Regions from separate parts of the Mus musculus genome. Here region 2 is linked to region 1. A link is a contact called in public ChIA-PET data. All regions are on one chromosome and are shown on one strand. Each heading gives the region's core, a stretch centred on a gene start, on an enhancer-like site or on the middle of the called end of the contact. The rest is flanking DNA. Distances are from core to core; before and after follow the strand shown.

The links. ChIA-PET counts read pairs in DNA pulled down with a chosen protein or histone mark.
Region 2: a contact with region 1 is called in an RNA polymerase II ChIA-PET map of memory CD8 T cells, with 75 read pairs. The contact joins two enhancer-like sites. A contact is called at or near these places in 3 of 484 Hi-C or Micro-C datasets (bone marrow-derived macrophages, embryonic fibroblasts and reprogramming fibroblasts), 10 of 115 datasets of contacts at active chromatin or transcription factors (the 230-238 cell line, the NIH/3T3 cell line, T-cell acute lymphoblastic leukemia and 5 more) and 1 of 9 other capture datasets (embryonic stem cells).

Annotation. Positions count from the first base shown.
Region 1 is chrX:101,160,335-101,167,694 of GRCm38.p6, forward strand. It overlaps a transcript of Snx12 not described here. Among named protein-coding and RNA genes, the nearest start is that of Gm24061, 22 kb to the left of the region's middle. Within about 2 kb of position 3,362, at least 18 of the 459 cell types and tissues checked have an H3K27ac peak or open chromatin away from gene starts, as enhancers often do. A contact at or near this core is called in the 230-238 cell line, bone marrow-derived macrophages, memory CD8 T cells and 1 more, where this site is marked.
Region 2 is chrX:101,328,560-101,335,864 of GRCm38.p6, forward strand. No RefSeq gene overlaps it. Among named protein-coding and RNA genes, the nearest start is that of Gm31385, 5.9 kb to the right of the region's middle. Within about 2 kb of position 4,127, at least 396 of the 459 cell types and tissues checked have an H3K27ac peak or open chromatin away from gene starts, as enhancers often do. A contact at or near this core is called in the 230-238 cell line, bone marrow-derived macrophages, memory CD8 T cells and 1 more, where this site is marked.

The DNA.
Region 1 (7,360 bases), core at 2,112-4,611:
GTGTACTACCATGGCCCTTTTAGAATTTTGACTTATAATTATTTATCTGCTACATCCTCCAATGTCTCTCCTAAGTATGATCTCATGATCACATTTTCCTGTACTTCATTAACATATGGAACACATTCATAACTAGCTCCATGTCATGGTTGGCTGATTCCATCATGCATTTTCTTCCTGGGTAATCTATTAATTGACTTTGCTTATAATTATGGAAAACATTCCCTTGCTTTGCATACCTAATAATTTGTTACTGGATGTCAGTGAATTTTGTGGTTTTGGGTGCTGATTTTTTTTCTTTATTATTCCTTTAAACATATTTGAGGTTGGTTCTGAGATGCAGTTAGGTTCCTTAGAGATAGTTTCTTTGAGACTTGCTTTTAAGTTTTATTAAACAAGCCCAGAGGAACCTTTGGCCTAGAGCAAACACGTCCCCACTCTTGAAATAATACCCTTCTAAGTACTCAAATCAACTTCCAGTGCTTTGCACTCTCAGATCTGCTCCTTTCTGATGGTTCCTTCCCTGGTGTCAGGTTAGCACTTCATGTGCTGAGGCACTCCCTGCTGCATACTGTAGCTCTCAGGAAGGCACACTTGATTTCCCCTGCTTTACTGTATACCCTACAAATCCTAGCCATCAGACTTACCTGAATAAATTCTGAAACCTGTCTCCCAAATCAAGAATGCTAGGTGTTAGCCAGGCTCCCCTGCTCTGAATTATGGTTTCACATATTTTGTCCAGGTTTATAATTAAAGACAAAGGGTAATTCAGTCCTTGTTACTTATCCCATCATAATCACAGGCATTGGTTCTTACCCTTCTGAAAAGATCATTATATCCACTGTGGAAAAACATAAGATTGTAGAACTGCACAGGCAGACAGAGGAAAGGTAAGCTACAATACTAATGCAGGGAAGAAATGATTGGCTGAATATAACTGTGATAGTCTGTATATGCTTGGCCCACGGAGTAGCAGTATTAGAAGGTATGGCCTTGTTGGAGTAGGTGTGTCACTGTGATCATGAGCTTAAGACCCTCATCCTAGCTGCCTGGAAGTCAGTCTTCCACTAGCAGCCTTCAGATGAAGACATAGAACTCTCAGCTCCGCCTGCACCATGCCTGCCTGGATGCTGCCATGCTCCTACCTTGATGATAATGGACTGAACTTCTGAACCTGTAAGCCAGCCCCAATGAAATGTCATTTATAAGAGTTACCTTGGTCATGGTGTCTGTTCACAGCAGCAAAACCCTAAGACACCTCTCTTCTGTGATGTTCCTTGAGTCTTGGAGGGTTGAGCACTCAACTGTCACTTGTCACAACACTTTGACTATTTATGAGTCTCTGCACTGACCATCGCCCACTGAAGCTTCTCTTTAGTGTTGTTGAGAACAGCATTAAATCTATGGTTTGAATAAAAATGCACCCATAGGTTTATATATTTGAATGCTTTCTCACTAAAGAATGTCACTATTTAAAAAGTATTAGGAGGTGTGGCCTTGGAGGAAGTGTGTCAATGGGGATGGGCCTTGAAGCTTCAAAACCCAAGCCAGACTTAGTGGCTTTCTTCTCTGTTCCTGTGGATCTGTTTGTAGAACTCTCAGCTCCTTCTCCAGCACTATGTCTGCCTATGTGCCACCATGCTGATAATGGACTAAATCTCTGAAACTATAAGCAAGTCCAAATTAAATGGGTTTTTTGTTTTGTTTTGTTTTGTTTTGTTGTTTTTAAATAAGACTTGCCTTGGAGCCAGGCAGTGGTGGCGCACGCCTTTAATCCCAGCACTTGGGAGGCAGAGGCAGGTGGATTTCTGAGTTTGAGGCCAGCCTGGTCTACAAAGTGAGTTCCAGGACAGGCAGGGCTATACAGAGAAACCCTGTCTCGAAAAACCGAAAAAAAGGAAAAAAAAAAAAAAAAAAAAAGAAGTCAGGACAGGAATTCAAGCAGGGCAGAAACCTGGAGGCAGGAGCTGATGCAGAGACCATGGAGGGATGCTGTTTACTGGCTTGCTCATAATGACTTGATCAGCCTGCTTTCTTACAGAACCCAGAACCACCAGCCTATAGATGGAAACACACACAATGGGCTGGGCCCTCCAACATCAATTACTAATTAAGAAAATGCTCTATAGGCTTGCATACAACCTGCTCTTATAGCAGCATTTTCTCAATTGAGGATCCCTCCTCTCGGAGGACTACAGCTTGTGTCATGTTGACACAAATCTAGCCTTACAATGACTTTTCTCCCCTCAGAGTCTGCAGAGAAACCCCCAGCACTCTGAAAGTTTGCCAGCAGGAAGGAAGGTTCCAGGTCAGTTCAAGTTGATTTCTCCATGTCCTGCAAGGGAAGTGTGTCTTCAGCGAGAGAGACTCTTACCATCTGGCTATGGTGAGCAATGAAGAGCAATGCCAACAGCCTGTTTGCCACATCATGCTCCTCTCCAGGGATTGACCTAACTAGGGCAGCAAAGGAATGAAGAAAGGACAGACACAGAAAAGCTGAGAGGGGCGAAGTGTGCTCTGTGATGGAGAAGCTGCAGTACCCCCTGCCTTTGACAGCAGCGTGTTGAACATACATAGCTGAACAGGGAAGCAGAGTTATTGCATACTGTTGAAGCAAGGAGGCAGGTTTAGCTAATCTTGGTAGAAGCAACATGGGGAGGAGGCACTACACTTGGACATTTTCTGCACCCACTGTCAATATTTGTGCTCAGACAAGGACATCCATTTCCCTGAGCCTACTTCAAGAAAGACTTTACAATTCCTATAGGTCAAAAGCATTGGGATCCTTTACGTGGGCAAGCCCATTGTCAATACACATTTACTCAGGAGTTTACTCACTCAGAGCTCCCTCTGTTCCCCGGACCTGTGTTCTGTTGGTGGCCTCTGAGGCCTATCTGACCAATAACTCATATGGAGGTATCCCACTGGCACTGAAATTTTCATTTAATAACCCATGTTTTCTGTGGGGAACATTGAATAGAGGGTACCTTCATTCAAACTTTTAAACTATAAAGTATACATTATTATTTTGTATGTATGTGAGTGTCTTGCAAGCATGCATGCCTTTGCACTCTCTCTCTCTGTGTGTGTGTGTGTGTGTGTGTGTGTGTGTGTGTGTGTGTGAATCTAGGTGCCCACACAGGCCGGAAGCACTGAATTCCCCAGAGCTAGAGCTACCTGCCGTGGCTGCTGGAAACTGAACTAGGGTTCTCTGGAAAAACAGCAAATGCTCTTAATCACTGAATCATCTCTCTAGCTCCGTAATTTATATTTTTAATTAATACAAAGCACTAGGTTTCTTTTTTAATAAATAAAATCACTTTATTCTAATTAGCTTACAAACAAACACATCACACAGCTAAAGTGAAACCACTCAAACACTTAACCGATCCTAAATTCTATAAATCACAGTGGAAATACAGTTAGAAATGCCATTCATAAAGCAAATGGAATATCACTTAGGGTTTTACACATTTCTTATTCATTTTCATTCACTTATTCACCACAACAAAAGAAAAAAGTACAATGAAGTTGAAATTAGAAAAAGAAGTTTGCATGCGGCTTTTTCATACATGCCTACTTCCTTCCTTCCTCCACTCCCATCCGCTATGCTCCACCCTCATCCTTTTTTAACCCTTGAGCCCCAAGTAGTCTCCTCCTTTACTTTAATATCACATGCTCTACTATCCTCTCCCCCAAGTGAGGCTTCTTCCCATCATTTTCCAGTTTTCTGACCTCTATAGACATTCAAATTAAATACATAAATATAAAAATGTGAGGCTAGGACTCACATATGAGAAAGAACACGTACCATTTGTAATGCTAGGCCTGGGTTACCCCACTCAAGGTGATTTTTCTAGTTCCATCCATTTTCCTACAAATTTCATTTTGCTTTACAGCTGAATAAATTCCCGTTGTGTAAATGTACCATGTTTCATTATATATCAGTAGATAGGCATTTAAGCTGATTCCATCCCCTAGCTATTATGAGTAGATAGAGCAACAATGAATATGAATGTGCAAGTATCCCTGTTATAAGACATAAAGTCCTTTGGGTGTGTGCCCAGGTATAGCCCAGTCATATGGTAATTCTATTTGTACCTTTTTGAGAACAGTTCATACTGATTTCCATAATGGCTACACTAGTTTACACTCCCACCAATGGTATATTAAGGCTCCTCCTTTCCCTGAATCCTTGCCAGTATTTGTTGTTTTCTAGTTTTGTTTTGTTGTTGTTTTGTTTGATGATAGCCATTTTGACTGGGGTGAAATGAAAACCCAAAGCACTTTTAATTTGCCCTTCCCTGATGACTAATGATGTTGAGCACTTTTAAAAGTTTTTATTACTGACTCGTATTTCTTCTGAGAACTCTCTTTCCATTGCATAACTCCTTTTTTGAATGGGTTGTTTTCTTCCTTCCTTCCTTCCATCTTTCCTTCCTTGAGACAGGGTCTCACTGTGCAGCCCTGGCTGTCCTGGAACTCACTCTGTAGACCAGGCTGGCCTCAAACTCAAAGAAAACCACCTGCTTCTGCCTCCCAAGTGCGGGGATTAAAGACATAAGCCACCATGTCAGTCTTGTTTGTTTTCTTGATGTTTAGTTTTCTTGAGTTCTTTGTTTAGATACTAATCCTCTCGGATATATAATTAGAAAATATTTTTCAGAGGCGGGCGGGTTTCTGAGTTCAAGGCCAGCCTGGTCTACAAAGTGAGTTCCAGGTCAGCCGGGTCTACACAGAGAAAGCCTGTCTCGAAAAACCAAAAAAAAAAAAAAAAAAAAAAGAAAAGAAAAGAAAATATTTTTCCCATTCTGTAGGTTGTCTCTACACTTGATTGACAATTTCTGTTGGAGTCTTTTTAGAGAAAAATACTTATTTCTATTGTTTTGGCGTATGTGTGCACACCTTTGACTGTAGGTAGGTATGTGCACGTGTGAGTGTAGGAGCCATGGAGTCATCTCATGCTTCTACATGCAAATATCCAGTTTTCCCACACTTGTTTGCTGCAAATGTTCTCTTTTCTCCAAGATCTGGTGGCTGTAATTATGTGGCCTTGTATCTGGATCCGGTAATTCATTTAGTTGATCTATATGGATGCTTTTGTGCCAGTACCATAATGCTTTTTTACTATAGCCTTGTAGAATAACTTGAAATGAGGTACAGTGATAGCTCCAGCTGTATTCTTTTTGCTCAGGATTGCCCCAGTTATCTGGGGTCTTTTATGCTTCATATGAATTTTAACAATTTTAATTTCTGTGGAGAATATCACTGGGATTGGGACTGGGGTTGCACTGAATCTGTATGTTGGTTTTGTCAGGATGGCCAATTTTGCAATCTTAATTCTTCAGATCCATGAGCACAAGAGGCCTTTCCATTGGAGATACCTTTCACATCCCTGGTTAGGCTTAGTCCAAAGTATTTTTATGCTATTGAGAATGGAATTGTTTCTATTATTTCTTTCTCAGTATGCCTGTCATTGACACATAGGAAAGATGCTAATTTTATACATTAACTTTGTATCCTCCCACTTTGCTGAGAGTGTTTTATCAGTCCCAAGAGTTTTCTGGTGGAGTCTTTAGGGGCTCTTAAGTAAATAGAGTTATTTTCGCTTCCTTCATTCCTATTTGTATCCCTTTTGTTTGCTTATCATCTTATTGCTCTAGCAAATATTTCCAGCACCATATTGAATAGATGTAGAAAGAGTAGACTCTCTGCCTTTTTCCTGATCTTAGTAGGAATGCTTTCAGTTTTTTCCATTTATTATGATGTTGGCTATGTTTATCACATACATAGCCTTTATTATGTTAAGATTCTTTTATTTTTTTATTCGGAGCTTCTTGGGAATTTTTAACATGCAGAGATGTTAGATTTTGTCAAAAAAGCCTTTTCTAGGTCTATCAAGGTGACAATGTGATTTCTGTTCTTGAGTTAACTTATGAAATTTATAACACTTACATATATTGGACAATACCTACATCTCTGGAATAAAACCAACTTGATCATGGTGAATGTTTTGGGGGGAGTTTGTTGTTGGAGATAAGGTCTTACTACATAGCCCTGGCTGTCCTGGAACGAACTCTGTAGACCAGGCTGGCCTTAAACTCAGAGGTCCGACTACCTCTGCCTCCCAAGTGTTGGGATTAACAGTGTGCATCACTATGCCTAACCCATGAATAATCTTTTTTACGTGTTTTTGAGCTGTGTTTGCAGAGGGTATCTCACTGAACCTGGAACTCGCTAATTCAGCTTTATTGGTTAGCAAATAACATTTTGACAGGGGTTCTGGAGAGCCAACTCAAGTTTTCATGCTTGCACTGTAAGAACTTTACCCACTAAGCCATCTCCCCAGTCACTGAAACATTTTGACAACATATTTTATTTAACAGAAAGTGCCCAAAATAATGTAATTTTAACATGGAAGCAATATAAATAGTTACTTTAACATTTTAAAAGGTCCTTGAAATGTTCCACATAACTTTAAAATATAAGCAATATGAAAAAAGGAATAAATTACTAATCTTGCATTCTTTTTTTTAAGTCAGTGAAATGTTATGTGTTATCAAGGAAATACTGCATATAAATTATGCATTAGTTATTTTAATGTTTTTCCTTCTAAATTGAAATACAGCTTATCACTAAAAATAGAAATAATAAAATAAATTATCTTACTATTTTTAATTCTTTTCTCTAAGTCTCTAAAGTAGTTTATCATTTCAATGAGTAAACAATAGGAACAAAATTAAGTTAAATTATTCTCTAAGTCAGTCTGAAATGTCTTATTTTCCTATTTCAGCCTGGAATTTATAAATATATTATTAATTGCCTTTATATTTTTCTTTCTTAATGTCTTTAAAATGTAATCTTCACTTCAATAAGAGAACACAATACACAAATTATCATTTGTTTCCAATTCTTTTTTGTTTCTGTCATCAAAATACAGTAGTTATAGCATTTTAAAGTATGACAGGAACAATTTACATTCTTTGCTTTATTTTAAATGCATATTGCCTTTTCAACATGTAAATGGTATAAGTTAGTAACCTGTGATTCTCTATCCTTTGTTGTTTCCTAAGTTTTGTATATAGACTGCATCTCTTATGTACTTTGGAGTGACCAGATTCTGGAGCTCCAAGGTAAACAGGACAACAATCTAGTGGAAGAGCAAGTACACATGAAAGGACTCATGCTATGAAAGAAGTGCACAGGATGCACTAAATAAGAGCGGATGCAAGAAAAGAAAGACCTTTGGCTATCCAATTTTATCCTCTATCAACTTCTTATTCTATTCCTGTTGTTATTTATAGCAATGTATTTTCAGTTTTAGGCTGTAGGTGTAGTACCGTGGTAGAATACTTGCCTA
Region 2 (7,305 bases), core at 2,877-5,376, 170 kb after region 1:
ACACATACCTGTAATCCCAGAGCTCAGGAAGTAAAGACTGGAGAATCCTGAGTTCAAGCCCAGTCTGGGCTACATGTCTTAGAACAAACAAAAATCAAAACAAGAAAGAACCCCTCCCCCCCCAAAAAAAATGTGTGGAGAGTCCATTAGACTCAGGGACAGCCCACCCCCCCAAAAAAAAATGGTTCCAGGCATAGAACTGTAGGAGTCAGAAATGTGACCACAGCGCTGGGAGCAGTTATGCCTGACAGGAAGGGGCAGTGGAGTGGGTCAGTCACATCCCAGTGATTTTAGACTGTGCCGCTCTCAGCATGCCCACGATGCGAGCCTTCTGCATTTCACTAGATGGGAAGGCAGAATCTGAGCAGAAGCTAGTTTGAGAACCTAGTTCTCATGTGTGAGTTTCTCTGACTGACTTCCTTGAAGGAAAAAAAAAACACTCTTCTAGGGGGTGAAGGCATCTATAAACACAACTAAAAGAACACCTTTGTTCTTTTTAAGAAATATTTTTAATTACTATTTTATTTGTGTCTCCATATGTGTACATCACTTTCCTGTGTGGTGGAACTGGAGTTACAGACCATGTGGTTGTTGGGAATGGAGCCCAGGTCTTCTGGAAGAGCACTCAATGCTCCTAACTGTTGAGCTACAATCTCCACCCTCCTTCTTTTTGCTTAAAAAATAAATCTGCTTTGACTTTGAATGAGAAATAACTGCCTTTTAAATTTTATTTATTTTTAATTTTTTCACACTCCAATTGTTACCGGACTCCCTGTCTGCCCTCCCACAGTTCCTCGTCCCATCTCCCCCACCCCTCTAAGAGAATGTCGTCCCCTCCCCAGCACCCCCACCCCCACCCCCACCCGCCCGCCCCTCCAGGCCTCTCCACTCCCTGGGGCCTCAAGTCTCTCAAGGGTTAGTCACATCCTTTCTGACTGAGGCCAAACCAGGCAGTTCTCAGCTGTATATGTGTCAGGGGCCTCAGAGCAGCTCGTGTATGCTGCCTGGTTCTCCAAGCCTTCTTTATCTGCAGCTGAGAAACACGTTTCTGGAAGGAGCAGGGACTATGACTGTATTTCAGGGAGCCTGATCAGCGTTCCAACAGTTGGACACAGAGATGGGTGAGAGATGAAGCTTCAGCTGGAAGTGGCTCCCTGAAGGATGATTGTCCATCACACCTGAAAAGGCTTCTTATTCTCCAGTTCCATGTAGGGAGCAAGGCGTAGGAAAATAGTTCAAGGGCTCTCAAGGTCCATTTTCCAAATGGCTTTTTCAGAACTACTGTTGGGATCTACTGCCACCTGGTGTCCAAGATAGGATAGAGCAGGCCCCTTTCCTGCCTTTCCAGCACTCAGCCTAGCTTTGTTCCCTAATGGGTCGCCAAGACAGATGCTGTTTGGGATATGTGGAAAGCAAAAGAAAGAGCGAGGGCAAGTACTGCTTTGAGTGTCGCAGATGCTCTTTTCTATGTTGTCAGGATTTCCATTTCTCCAGAGTGCCTCTGGGAATGTATCTTTTTCTGGAGCACTACAGGATTGGGTTTGCCACACCCTCTTCAAACTCTCCACTTATGCACTCTCTCATATGATGACTTGAGTGTCTGTAAATCTCTAAGCCAGACCCAGGAAATTGCCCGTAACCTTTACAGTGAGCAAAAGAGTCTGCTTTTCCATGAACTCAGGCTTAAGTGATGTTTTCCTCCTAAATGGCCTAGAGTTATACTTAGGATTCCTGTAGCCCCACTAAAAGGCTGAGAGATAAGCAGATGTTCCAGAAAAGTCCATTCCACAATGTGTTGTGAAACTAAACCTGGAGAAATTAGAGCCCAACTGCAGTCCCGGATACCCAAGAGGCTGAGGCAGGAAGATCACAAACTCAAGACCAGCTTGGATAACAAAGAAAGATCCTGTCTCAAATTTAAAACAAAAGCCACTGACTGTTCTGGTGAATCCTCACAGTGTGATAATAGAGAACACACAGGAGTAATAGCTTGAATGGCAATGACCGAGTTGAGCATTGCAAGACTGAGTTAAGGAAGATGGTACTCTTTCCACCACAGTCTCCAATCCTAGGGATTCTTCAACCTTGTTTCTGTCATAACCCATCCCAGGCTTAGACTTGAAGGCTCTTCTGTTTGTTTATAAATTCTGGAACAGCTCTCAGTTTATACTCTAAACTAAAGAAGGCAGTTCTCAACCTTCCAAAAGCTGCAACTCTTTAATGCAGTTCCTCATATTATGGTGACCCTCAACCACAGACTTATTTTTGTTACTATTTCATAGCTGTAATTTTGCTACTGAATTGTAATGTAAATATCTGCGTTTTCTGATGGTCTTAGGCAACCTCTGTGAAATGGCTGTTTGATCCCACAAAGGGGTCAAGACCCACAGGTTAAGGACTGCAGATATTGATGAGATTATTGATGGAGAGGGTACATAATTGCAGAGGGAAATGAAAATAGCAGAAAGAACAAAAAAGAGAGAGAGAGAGAGCCATCTTTACGGTGTTTTGATTCCTAGAAAGCTGCTTTTTTATTTGCATAGGCTCCAACTCTTCCCTGGTTCCCACAAAACGGGGGTCCATGAGTAAAGGCCCTTTAACCATACTCGCCAAGATGTGGACAAGTCCCTTTTTATCTTTCAGTTAAGATACTTTTCAAGCCTGGTGTGGTGGCACATACCTTAAATCCCATCACTCAGGAGGCTGAGACAGGCTGCTCTCTGTGAGAGGCCAACCTGGTTTACAAAGTGAATTCCAGGACATTGAGAGCTGTGCAATAAAGAAAACCATGTCTCAAAAAATGTTTCTTTTGGTTTTTCAAGACAGGCTTTCTCTGTGTAGCCCTAGCTGTCCTAGAACCCTCTGTAGACCATGCTGGCTTGGAACTCAAGAGATCCACCTGCTTCTGCCCCCACCCCTCAGTACTGGGATTAAAGGCGTACGCAGGCGCAGCTCAAAAAGACCCCCCCTTCCCTTTTGAGATAGGGTATCTCCATATTGCCCAGGGTTTCCTGGAAATATGTGGACCAGACTAGCCTCAAACTCACCAAGATCCTCCTGCCTCAGCTTCCTGAGTGCCGAGATTAAAGGTATGGGCTACCAAGCTTGGCAAGGGAACAAGAAAACTTCCCAAGTAATGTTTGTGGGTCACCTCATAAACAACAACACATTTTACACAGATTGACATATTTTATCTTGTAAATTGTAAAGTTTTAAGATTTCTGATCCTGAATTTACATTGAACCTATTCAAGGAACTTAATCAAATCAACTTTTCCAAACTAGAGAGGGCTCAGGCATTGGACCTCACTCACTACCTGGAGCTAAGCCTGGCATGGACCTTTAGGGATTAAGAGTGGTGGGCAGTGAGCAGGGTGTGGTGGCGCACGCCTTTGATCCCAGCACTTGGGAGGCAGAGGCAGGAGAATTTCTGAGTTCGAGGCCAGCCTGGTCTACAGAGTGAGTTCCAGGACAGCCAGGGCTACACGGAGAAACATTGTCTCGAAAAACCAAAAAAAAAAAGGTGGTGGGCAGAATCGGCCTCCCTTCCTGGTCTCCCAAGCCTGTCAAGACCCGGGTGGGTGCTTTTATTTTGTCAAGTGCTGCCCTCCTGTAGTTCCTCCAACCACTCTAGCCCAGGCTTCGTCCACCCCTTTTCAGGCTTGCAGAGGGGGAAAAAAGCCCAGGGAAGACCCCGCCCTTTCCCAGAGCTGTACGATGTGTTTAGAATATGGCTGATAACTAAGACAAATGTGCTTGCGAACTGGAAAAAAAACAACTTGGAATCCTGACAGCTTTCTGAAAATCCGGCCCCATGATGGCCGTCCCTACTCTTTCTTAGCTAGTCTTTCGTTTTAGTGCTCAAAAGTGGCCATGTGACCTTGACGGCAAACGCCATCTTCCTGCCAGGGGGCCCTGCGCGCGTCCGTAGCCTTGGCCGCCGCCAGCGCCCAAGCTTTTCGGATCTCAGCAGCTTTAGACCGCCTCCCAAGACCCCTTTTCCGGTCTGCGAGGCCTGAGAGACTCTCAGATCATTGGTGGAGAAAGTATGATTGACACCATCCCTGTCTAATGACTGGCTACCTCTTTTCCCGGCTCTGATGACTAGTTCCGCTTCCTTTCCCCGAGTCTTTTTGATGACTCATCCCTCTGTCTGCGCTGCGCAAAGTGGCCTTTCCCGGCCCCGCCCCTGCTGCCCGCCACCCTCCGCCCCCGCCAAAGAGAAGGAGCTTCGGGAATTTTATCTGAAGGCGCGCGCGCGCCCGCGCGCCCCCCTTCTCCGCCCCGCCCCCCGCCGCCGCCGCCAGCGTGCGCGCGTGCGTGTGTGTGTGCGTGTGCCTGTATGTGTGTGTGTGTGTGTGTGTGCCTATGTGTGTGTGTGTGCCTATGTGTGTGTGTGTGTGTGTGTGTACTTGAAGCTAAAACACTTATTTCCGCACAGGAAGGAGTCTCATTTCCATATAAGGAGCTTAACCCCTCACTGTCCTTTGAGGTTTCTGTCTTACTTGTTGGAGGCCGGGGAAGGAAAAATGATTGGGAGGGGGACTGCCTCGGCTTCCACTTCAGCCCCAGATCACAGGGGGCTGCCTTTGCTCCAGCTGCCAGCCACTCTGAGGGAGGAGCCTGGAAAGGTGGAGTTAGGTGGAGGCTTTCGGATCATTCTGTAGGTCTCTGGGGACATACGTGTCAATCATATAGGACAACCTTAACAAAGATTGTAATCCTAAAGAGGAATCCAGCCTTCGGTAGATAATGGAGAAAACAGAGAGCCCAGGCAGAGCGAAGAAGCTGCTGGATTCAGATGAAAGGATGGATGTCTACCTGAGCCAGGGGCCCTATGTCATCCATGCTCCTGCGTGCCCTTACAGCATGTTTTCCCCGACTGGGTTAAATGAAGCCAGAAGCTGTGTAAAGGGAGCTGGCTACACTTGTCTCCTTTAGGCTGCTTCCTGTAGTCTCGTTTTGCTTCTTCATGCTCAGACATCACTTCTCCGCCAAGTTTCTTATCCCACAGGTAAAGCTGCCTGAAAGTAGCAGTGTAGCCTAGGGTTTCATAGGCTCTGTGTGCAGTAAACACCCATAAGCCTGAGTATTGCATCAAAGAATGGAGATTTCCGAACCACATACACTGAGGTGTGGTGGTTAGGAGGGGGCTGAGTTTTTATCTTCCATCTCTAGTTCTCCCTGTAGAGGTCCCCTGGCTGAATCCCACCCACCGTTCATTTGCATTGTCCAGGCTCGACCCTCTACCTTCTGCATGGAATAGCCAAGGAACAGGAAAGAGGCAACATGTGTTTTGCCCATGCTGGGGTAAAGGGTCAGTGCAGACACAAATCCTCCTTGGCTTTTGTTTCCGATTTTGACCATTTCAAGAATCAGCACACGAATGGTGGAAATTTAGACTTTTCCCATTGCGCTGATAGGCTGTGTGATCCTCTGCCGGGATGCTGGGCTGTGGTATAATCCCCCTGGCAACTGGAATATTCTACTAGGAGACGTGTACCCTTGCCTAATGCTATCAACTGCTTCCAGTTTCTCCTCTTTATTATAAAGCGTTTCTCCACTCACTGCCTTGCCTTTGTTAATTTACCCACGGTACCTGCTCTGATGGTCAAAGACAACCAGGGCTGAGTGACACTGAAGATGTAGAAGGTTAACACATGATGGATAAGAGAATGGGGAGCAGGCAAGTGTGAAAAACAGGCAGTCACAATGTTTTATACTGTCCACATATCTGGGAGTAGCGCTAGTGGGGAGGGGCGGTAATCACAGTAAGTATAATGATTGTGGTACTTGTCAGTCTTAGATGTTTCTAGGCAGATTGGGAACTGCAAGGCCATTGGCTTTCAACTGTAAGAATTCCTAGAGGATGTTGCATTTGTTTTAAATATTTACTAATTTGTGTGTATGCTCACATGCATGCGTGTGTGTATGTGTGTGTGTGTGCGTGCATGCATGCCATTGCACAGATGTGGAGGTCAGAGGACACCTTTAGAGAGTTCGAGTTCTTTCCTTTTACCATGAGTCTCTAAGGGAAAGAACGAAAGTTGTCAGGCTTGGTGAAAAGTGCCTTTAGATACTGAGCCTACTTGTTTTCCAAGATGTGATATTTAAGAAATAGCCCAACAGAAGCTGGAAGGTGGGTTGTTAATTAAAAGCACAATCTTGCCAGGCATGGTGGCGCACGCCTTTAATCCCAGCACTTGGGAGGCAGAGGCAGGTGGATTTCTCTGATGCCCTCTTCTGGCCTCTTCAGGTACTGCATGCACATGGTACACAGGCATACATGCAAGCAAAACACCAATTCACACAAAAATTTTAAAGGGGATGGTGGTGAAAAGATCATCAATTAACAGCACTTGTTTTTACAGAGGACTTGGATTCAGTTGTCAGCACCCACACGGTCCTCCAAATCTCGAGCCTCAGGAGCTCCAGCACCTTCCGAATTAGGAGGGCACCTGGAGTGCTCCTGCTGCCCAGATGTACCTGTGAACAAAACACTCACACACATGAATAAATCTTAATTTTTAAATGTTTAATTAGTGTATTTAATGTATATGAGTGCTCTACCTGCATGTAAACATGCGTGCCAGAGAGGGCATCGGACCCCATTACAGATGGTTGTGAGCCTCCATGTGGTTGCTGAGAATTGAACTCAGGAACTCTGGAAGAGCAGACAGGGCTCTTAACTGCTTAGCCATCTCTCCAGCCCATAATATTTATTTATTTATTTATTTATGGTTTTTCGAGACAGGGTTTCTTCTCTGTATAGCCCTGGCTGTCCTGGAACTCACTTTGTAGACCAGGCTGGCCTTGAACTCAGAAATCCACCTGCCTCTGCCTCCCGAGTGCTAGGATTAAAGGCGTGTGCCACCACACCCGGCTCCATAATTTTTTTTTTAAGAGCAAAATGAAAAGAAAAAGTAGGCCAACAAAGTGACCTTAAGGGTTTGCAACCTAAGGTGCAAGTGGGACAGCAGGAATTGTTATTTCTTCTCCTCCACCTTTCTAACACACATTGGATGAACGGCAATCCTGTCTTCAATACTGGAAATGTAGAAATTGTAGTCACAGGATATGTTTTATGTGCCAGGTACTGTGTTATGTGCCTTAAGGAAAAAGCCTTGCCTTATGCTGATTCAATTTACAACGTTTTGGATAATCCAATGGGAAGAAATCAATAAAAAATGATAGAAATTTTGACTTTTCCTAGTCTACTGATGGGCTGTGGGGTCCTGTCAGGATGCTGGGCTGTGGTATAATCACCTTGGCAGCTGGAATATCCGACTAAGAGACTTATGCCCCT